Regions from separate parts of the Gossypium hirsutum genome. Here region 2 is linked to region 1. Evidence: chromatin contacts called from public Hi-C data. All regions are on one chromosome and are shown on one strand. The core of a region is the stretch at or near the end of the contact, and the rest is flanking DNA. Distances in the headings are between cores, read along the strand shown. Region 1 holds the start of LOC107917714 (WD repeat-containing protein 44). Region 2 has its middle 4.8 kb from the start of LOC121214371.

What was found. Hi-C and Micro-C count contacts between places; a contact is called where the count stands out from the background.
Region 2: a Hi-C map of leaf shows a contact between it and region 1, with 1.6 times the contacts expected there. The contact joins the enhancer-like site here to the promoter of LOC107917714 in region 1.

What each region holds. Positions count from the first base shown.
Region 1 is chrD01:7,521,411-7,526,209 of Gossypium_hirsutum_v2.1, reverse strand. LOC107917714 (WD repeat-containing protein 44) reads left to right here and starts at 3,349. Exons shown (of 7, transcript XM_016846996.2): 1 at 3,349-4,799. The coding sequence starts at 3,718.
Region 2 is chrD01:7,706,698-7,711,238 of Gossypium_hirsutum_v2.1, reverse strand. No RefSeq gene overlaps it. Among protein-coding and RNA genes, the nearest start is that of LOC121214371, 4.8 kb to the right of the region's middle. Within about 2 kb of position 1,293, at least 1 of the 9 cell types and tissues checked has an H3K27ac peak or open chromatin away from gene starts, as enhancers often do. A contact at or near this core is called in leaf, where this site is marked.

The sequences.
Region 1 (4,799 bases), core at 2,100-4,599:
AGTTCTTTCTCGGCCTACATAATATATTTTTAGCACTTTTGTTATTACAATATAAATAAAATTGTCACATATATGTTAAAAAAAGAAACTGTAAAACTCGTGGAAATGGATGCATATAATTTTCATTTTGAACTCACCTGCCATACTTGACTCCTTTTATGTTGTTTTGCATATGCAATTATATATAAACAAAACAAAACAGTACCACCTCCCCCCCCCCATTGATGGTTTCCTTGTGAGATTAATTTTCAGACAATTATTTAATAGTTAATTAGGTGGATACAGGCTAAATCCACCGCCTGATGATCTAAAGGCTTTTTAGGGTTTAGCTTCTTGGGTTCTTCTCATTTGGCTAATAATTATATTATAAAAATTCATGCACGAGCTCCTCATGCTTAATGTTCAACAATGAGTTGTAATTGTACCCTTTTTGCTGCAGATTTGAAAGGGGTAAAAGATAAGACATTTCTTCTTTATAGGGTTTTTTTTTTAAAAAAATGGGATTTTGATAGCTATGTTATGTAGGTTTAAAAACAATATTAGTCCTAAGCATGTTTGTTTGTGTCTGGGGGTTCATTTTTCAAGGTCATATGTGTATATATATATATGTAGTCCTCTATTATTGTTTTGTTAGTGAATCATTTCTTTAATTTTGTTTTGCAAGTTGTTAATTAGGTTTCAAAAGTCACCCCATTTTTCATGGAAACAATATTTTAAAACTCTATATTTACATCTAATAAGTCAAAAATAAATACACAATACTAAATTGATTTTTGTAATTTAGAAATTTACTTTTTTAGGGTTAATACAAATTTTTATTTTTAAATTTTACAATTAAGTTTATTTTGATATTTATATTTCTTTTATTCACTTCAGTACCTAAATCTTTAATGCCTGAACTTGAAAAAATATACTAAGTTTGATAATTTTATATCCTGGGATTGTACCACGTCATTAGGCCAACTTTTTTACGTGATGATGTAGCACAATATTAGAGCGTTAGGTCATTAAACATTTATATTTTTTTCAAGTCAAAATGAACCTCGCTTAAGTTAAGATATCAAATTTAGGGACCAAAAATTACATTAACCCTTTCTTTTACAAACAACACCTCATTTTTCAAATATAGAAAAGATTATTAAATGGTTAAATTTATTCTGCATATTCATAAATTTATGTCCATTGTTATTGACATTATCCAAAAACATTAACTACTTCCAACTTGGAAGATAAAATAAGGATTATAAACTTTAAAATTGCATTTCAAAATTCACGTATATATTGAATAAGTCTAGCAATATAGGCATGGTTGGGGTTGGAGTGGAAACCAAAGGCATTTACAAGTAACACGTGATTAAAGGTATTATATGATGATTAAAATCAAGAAAAGGAAACCTTTTTTCTGTCTTTGACTTGCCCCGTCTTTTTTATTCAATGTGTTGTGTTGACAAACATCATCCCCACACCCTAAGGCTTAGGTCTCTAAGACTACTCCACCACCCCCATTAACACCCTCAATTTTATGTATACCTAAAACACTCGTATGCTCAAATTATAGCAAACCTCTTCTCTTTAGCATTTGCCATTCATTCTCTCATGGCTAAATGGCCAAAACACAATGCTACCTTACTAGATAGTTTTAAAATTTTAAAGGTGGACTTACAAGGTTAGTTATTAAATTACAGGTAAGTTTTTGTTTTGGTCATTGAACTATTCAAAAATTTTCATTTAAGTTATTGGAGTATTAAAATCAATGTTATATGGATTTCTCTGTTTATCCTGTATGCACCAATTGAAAGCTCTCTTTCTCTTTAATAATTCAGTTTTTTTTCGTGAAACAACTTTGGATGTCACGAATTGGTAAACCAGAATTCAAATAACTATTTTCTTCGATCTTGACATTGACCGTCAAATCGACTTGGGTCAAGGTACATTCTTCTAGTCATCGATGGGTACTGATCAATTGTATTGATTGTCAAATCGTTACTTGGAGCTCCTTGGCAGAATTTAAAAAAAAACTTAACAACCCAGTAATTCAAATAAAAAACTTTTGAATAGTTCAATGATGAAATTACAATTTTTTTAGTTGACTAAAATAAAATTTTTCCAATAATTTCATGACTAATGGTGTAGTTTACCCAAATTTTTTAGTGAATTAAAATATAGTAAAATGTAACCTAACAGTATCATATAGTAGAAAATTTTCTTTTATCGAAATTGTGATACTCATTGTCGTCATAGTTATTAATCCCTTCATCATGGAAGCTCTCCGAAAAGATAAACAATTAATCATGAAATGTGTTTCATTCTCATGAGCAGACATCAAACTCCGACCATGTAATCAAAAGATTTTTAGTACATATATATATGTTTTGTTTTGGGGTTATCAAAGCATAGATAATGACCCTTCATACTTATTAATGTTTCTACCACATGAAATCTAGCAGAAATAAAGAAAGAAAAAAATATCCACCTACATGTTGAAAAAAACATCATCATCTAAGCTTACTATAAAAGCAAAAAAGGTGAAATTTTGAAACCCCAAAAGAAAAGAGAGAAATATTAATAAAAATGGTCCCAAAAAGTGGTTGAAATTTAAGCTATGGGATGTCATCTTGACTTAATAGTAATGGGCTGGGTACCATGTACCAACAGTTGGTAGTTGCTTACATTTAGCTCTTCTTTTTCTAACAAGTCAACAAATGCCAGTTTTAGCTTTAGGCCCAATTTCCTTTCTTCTTTCAACTAAAAATATGTTATGATATCGAAATAGATCAAATAAATATTTTAAAAATACATCAACATATTAAAAAAAAATTTACATGATTCTTGAATTGGTATATAAAATTTTTTATCTTCTCATTTGATTTGATTTGTTAAATACTAAATTATGTCTTAGTTATGAAAAATAATATTTTTATAATAAAAATAAATATATCAACTTTTGCTTCATAGTTGATAGTGATACACCTTTATTTCCTTTTTCTTTTTCCAACTTCTGAATTGACCAAGGCATGTTATAGAATACACTTTTTGTCTATTTAATTTATGGATATAAAAATAAATATTTTATACTCGAGTTTTATTTAAATTTATTAATTTCGATGTAATAATAATTAAAAATAAAAAAAATTTATATGATGACTTGATGATTAAAAGTGTTCATCATTTTAAGTGTAGTCTGAGTTCGAATTGTATTTACTGTTCGGGCTTTACTAAAAAAAATAGAATTGGGATGTTTTATGAAGAAGGAAAGTGCAAAAAAGAGAGCGAATGAAAATGGAATTTCATTAAAGAAAGTAAATGTATATATATAAAATACTTTTCTTTAAGCTCTCAAAATGTTTCCATTTGTTTGATTAGTAGGAATATTTTATTTGGAAGAGAGAAATGATCCATTCACCTTTCACCTTTCACAGTTCACATTTCAATAGAGCCCCATCCCCCCAAAAACCAAAAACCAACAAAACCATATCAATTTTCCCCTTCACTTCTCCCACACAAAGACATCACCAAACCCCAACTCTCTTTCCTTCCTCCCCCTAACCCATGCCTTCTTTTTCTTTCCTTTGGATCTGATTTTCTCTCCCTTTCCTTCCCTCCAAACACTGTTTTCCCCCTTCCCATCCTTTGATCCAATCCAAACCCAGATTTTGTTTGGCTTGGTTTTGATGGTTCATTTGTCCAATTTGAAATGGGAATGCTCATAAAGAAAGCATGAGCAAAAACCCCATTGATAGAAGCAACAACCAGAAAGACAAGGATTCCACCCAAGGAGAAGAGGGGACAGAAGGAAACAAAGGTCAAGGGCAAGTAGTTGTTCAAGTAGTCGAAGAAGAAGAAGAAGAGTATTTTTACGAATCCCTTGATCGCATTGCTTCTTCTAATTCTTGTTCTTGTTCCAACTCAACTACTCCTTCGTCTGACTCGGATTCCGACCCAGTTACCCGTTCCAGCAATGCCCGCCACCCATTTCCCGTCCCGAAATTCCCCATGGCCGTTTCCAAGTTCGACATCTGGATCTCAGAACCCGCCTCCGTTTCCGAGAGAAGAACTCGGCTGCTCCGTGAAATGGGTCTTAGCCGCGACTCTGGTCTTTCCCGGTCAAGACCCGGCTCAGAAACGGAACTGGGTCTGGGACGGGCAATGGGTGCCGGTGATGCTGGAGGAAGAGGAGTGCAGCTTGAGAGAAGATCAGTTTCTTCAGATCGGTTGGTAAAAAAAGAGTCAGAGGAGCAAGATCGTGGAGTTGAAAAGGGAAGTAGTTCCTGTGGAATTGTACGATCGAAATCAAACGGTGATTGTAATGAGCTTGCTGTTTCTTCTTCTCCTTGTTTATCTGTCTGTCCCAATTCCTCTTCGATTCTTTCTGTTGGTTTATCTTTTGCAAATAAGAATAATAATACCGAATGCGATCGTATTAATGTTGCGGCTCCTAACTTAAGAACCTGCGAAAGCAATGGATCTACTTGTAATAAGCCGCCCACTGGGCGGAGTAGCAAGAGTGTGAATGGGGAACTTGGGTCTAAATCATTTGATGGTGGAGACGATGCGGCGGGGAATGAGGTGGATTCTAGTGAACAGGTATGTACCATTAAGAACCTTGATAATGGGAAAGAGTTTGTAGTAAAAGAGATTAGAGATGATGGGATGTGGAACAAGTTGAAGGAAGTTGGGACTGGGAGGCAGTTGACCATGGAGGAGTTCGAGATGTGCGTTGGGCATTCTCCGATTGTTCACGAACTGATGAGGAGACAGAATGTGGAAGAGGGTAATAAGGATAGTGCAGATTTGGATGC
Region 2 (4,541 bases), core at 44-2,543, 190 kb before region 1:
TTAAAACTCCGTTCTATTTCTGATTTTTTTGATGTGCATTCGTAAAAAAAACTTACAAGGGGATCCTATGGCTTTTATAGCCGAATCCTATTATTAAACTATCCTCTATCTGCCTATTTACTGTCATTTCTGTTAGCATGCTCTATGGTTGTATTCAATTTCTTTGCAGGTGTCAGAGGCGTGGTGATGGTGTGTGAGGAGATAAAGCGGCGCGCATGGACAGAGGCGGCGGTCAACGGCGCCCTAGGGTTTCTCCTTTGTTGCTGCAACAAATTGTTTGTGGGCTAGGGTTGTATTGGGCCTAAGGTATTTTATTTGGGCTGGCAAAATTGGGTTTATTTTTTTATGTAAAATGGACTATGGGTATTTTATTTGTTATTGGGCCCGGGCGAAATCTGGGCTTTACACCTATATTAATTAAAAATTATGTACTTTTCAAATATATATATATCAACATTACCAAATAATGAATTAAAAGAAAATTATATTTTTTTTCCTACCCAGACACCTATAATATATATATATAATATGTTCCAAAATATAGATTTGAAATGCAAATATATTTGGGGTCGAAGATTTTATAAGCAAAATTAGATTTAGATACTAAAGTCTTTTTCTTTCTTGAATTAAATCTATTCAGATTTAGGGGTTTTAGTTTAATTTTACCATCCATTCTTAAATTATGATTCATATTTTAAGTTAGTTTATAAATTTTAAAATATTTTAATTAAATCTTTAAAATATCAATATTGTATTAATTAGATTCTTTTATTATTCTAGCATCAGTTTGTGTGCTAAATGTCAATTTGAATTAAACACAAAACATGTTTAAAACTCGTGAATTAAATTTTAAACACACATATCTAGTGCATGGACAATTTAGATTTGATGCGTTAAAGTAAAAATAGTGTCATCAGAATTTTGAAGTGTTACTTCTTTTTCTTAACACATTAGATTTAAGTTGTTCATGCGATAAGTACAAACATGTTTCGATTTTGATTCATATGTTTCAAACATGTTCCGCATGAGATCTAAGCTAACATTTAACACCCAATTTGATAGTTAAGTTGAAGAAGAACGTAATTGATACAATGCTGATATTTTCAGGATTTAGTTAGAATGTTTTGAAGTTTGATGACTAATTTAGAGTTTAGGTCATAGTTGGGAGATGCAGGATAAATTTTCTTTTTTTGTTTCTTTAACATCATTTTACATTTTAGTATATAATATGGGCCAATTTTGAGAAAATTGTGTAAGTGGCCCTTATATATTGGATAGGCTGGATAATCTGGGCTCAGATTAGTGTTGTTGTTAACCCAGCCCAAATACTCACCAGATTAGCATTGCATTACCCTTCAATTATCTGTCGACCTTAGATTAGAACTATCCATATTTGATTTCGAGACAATCGGTTGGATCTAAATTCAAAGTAAATATATTTAAATTTAGTTATAAAAATATATAAATTTCAAAATAAAAAGTTTAATATTATTATAATATACAAATAATAAACTTGAGTTGTCGGGCCACAAACTAAACCGACCCAATTCGTACGTAAGTCTAGCCAGAATCTATAATGATTGAAATTAAAAAAATATTATAAAAGCTTTAAGGTTAAATCACTTTTAAGAGCTTGAATTTAACAATTACTTTTCATTGGGTTTGAATTTTTTTTGTCTAAATTAATTCCTAAATTTGATTTAACCCAAAATAATGATTTAACTTGAGGTTAAAAAGCTTAATTTTATGTGTAGATGCTTTCTTTTTCTAAGTGGATTTCTTAAATATCTACTTTTGCTCAAATTTGTCCATTTCTGGAAAGTAATTAATTAAAGATCTTCCTATTTTATTTATTGGATTAATTATTAATTAACTAAAATTCTTACTTATGCTATACATTGGTGAATTGTTTATATTTATTAAAATGTGTTGTATTAAATGAATTTTGTTATGAATATCTTATTAAGTGAATGTCCATCATGATCAAGATAAAGTTTTAATGTACAAACGAGAAAGAATAAATAATTTATTTGAAATTAGGATTGAGTGATATTTTTTTTGTGGGAATGAGTCTAGTTAATATGATAGGGGAGCCTAGCCAATATCCAACTCACGGCGATCCCTATTTATTTTTTGTCTCATTGCTTGGATTTTTTAAAATTTATATCTTGTTTTATTTTACTTTTATTGTGTTTTTGGGTCCATGATTTTTTTCTCTTGCTTATATGGTTGATTTCATAATATGAAACGAATTTTGAAGTTTATAATTCTTATCTTACTTTGTTTTTGTTTTTTAATTTTAAATCTAATTTTATAAATCTCTACTATTATTGGGATTGCATTCAATGGATTGCACATTTTTTCATATTACATTCTTTGATTTTAGAATATCTATTAATTTTAGGGACTTATTTCAACCGATTGTAGCACCAAGAATTTTTATACTTGAACAATCAATTTTGAATAAAATATGCATTACTTAGTAAAAAATATTGAATTTTTTATTCAAAATTAATTTTTGATAGCACCAATATTTTTTTAATTGGATAATGATGTTAAGGATAAGACACTATATTATTTAATAACACTTATATTTTAAATCATAGAAAAAGAGTATTGCGTTTTTAACAAACAAATCTTGTGATGTTGTTTAACACAAGCATGACCTTTTTGGAGTAAAAACATTATTGTAATTTGAGCAATATAAATTACGAATTAAAAATGAATATGTTAAATAGAAGTCAATGGTGATAAGAAAGTTCAAAAAAGGTATAATAAATTGTTTAAAATTTGAAATTTTATAATAAATAGTTAACATTTAGTTTCAATGCATCATCCCATTTATTACAAGAATCTAGATATTATAATAAGAGTAAAGAGTGTAAAAATATGGATACAATAAATTTATTAATGCATTCTGAATTCAACTTTTAGAGAGTTTAATTTAAAGAACAATTTTTATTACAACTCTTGATTTAAGCTTAATCTGTCCTACATCAATGAATAAGCGCAGTTTTAAAGTCGTCGTCTCTAAATTGTTATAATTACTCACCTTAAAAACTTCACCTTACAATCAATATCTCTTTCCAAAGGACTAAGAAAAGAGAGCCAAAATACTCAACAAAATAACACTCCAAAGCACACCCTGTTGTGCATATGACAATTTATAAACAGGCTTTAAATAACTTCATCCACGTTAAAAAATACGGGATAGGCTAACCTTTAACAAGTTCAGTCTCACTTGAATTAGATAATAAGTTTTTTACTTGAAGTAAATCTAAACTAATGAACTCCTTATCTTTTAAGATAGTAAGATAGAGTCCAAGTCAATTATGAACTCTTCTAATTCCTTCAAAATTGTTGTCACATTTATATCTAGTTCCCTTGAACATAAAAACACATCTCGCATCTGCTGCTTAATAAAATAAATAACCAATATTATTTTTATACAAGTTATAATAGCTAACTCAATAAATAGCTTTGATTGTCCCCAATTGTTGTTCCAATCAATGTTATAACAAAAAATAAAACAATAGAGTATAACGGTTAAAGTTTCTAACAATCTCTCCATTTGGCATGTTGATAAAACCTTGCAAAAAATGATAACACACAAGACACGTACAAGGTAAATAAAGTCAATAAATAAGTGAACTAGATTATAACTCCCCTTAAGAAATGCATCAGCAACTATCATGTTTAAAAACTCCTCTTATCAGCATGAGTCATTAAATCATCTATCAAGCATAAGAAGGGAGTATGCAACATATCATATCGAAAAGAATAAAATGCAATTAAGAGGTAAATAACTTGGTCCAAACAAAGCATATTTGCTTCCGGTCTTCTCCCTTTTTTTTAGCAAAAATGCCAAAGAGGATCTCCTTCATTAAACTGACTTCAAAAACAAAAAAACTCCTTTTGGAAATAATCCTTATTCCTCGTAGGATAAATTTTTCCTCTTTCGTTTTGTTCAAGTGACAATTTCAATATAACATTAAGAATATGAAGCATCTCACTTAGGCTAAGGTCTTTCTAGATGTAGGTTTGAAAAAAACTTTTGTAACACCCCAATTTTCTTAAGTTTGGATTGTTAAATTATGTCAAATAATTTAATTTAGTTTAGTGGTTGAGTGTTGTGATTGTGTGCGTAATGTTTTGGGTTCGAGCCCTGTTTTATGAATTTTTTTAATTTTGACTCAATCCATTTCCCTGATCATTTGACTTAAATCTTAATTCCGCACAAGTTATAATAGAATGAGTTTGTTTGTTCAGTGGTAAGACTCTGACTTATTTCTAAGTTTTGGGTTCAAGCCTTGTTGTGCACATAAGTGAGTTCCTTTTTGCTTCATGATTTGTTAGAAATTAAGTTTATTTTAAATTCTAAAATCTGGAAGGTTGGATTAGCATTAGAATATTTTGTTTTTATTTTTATTTTTAAAATTATCAAAATCCCTAAAATCACTCTTTTTTACCGTCTAACTTTTCCCACTCCCCCTTTTTCACTTTCTCCTCCTCTTTTGTCACGTTTTTTTTCTCTCTCTTTT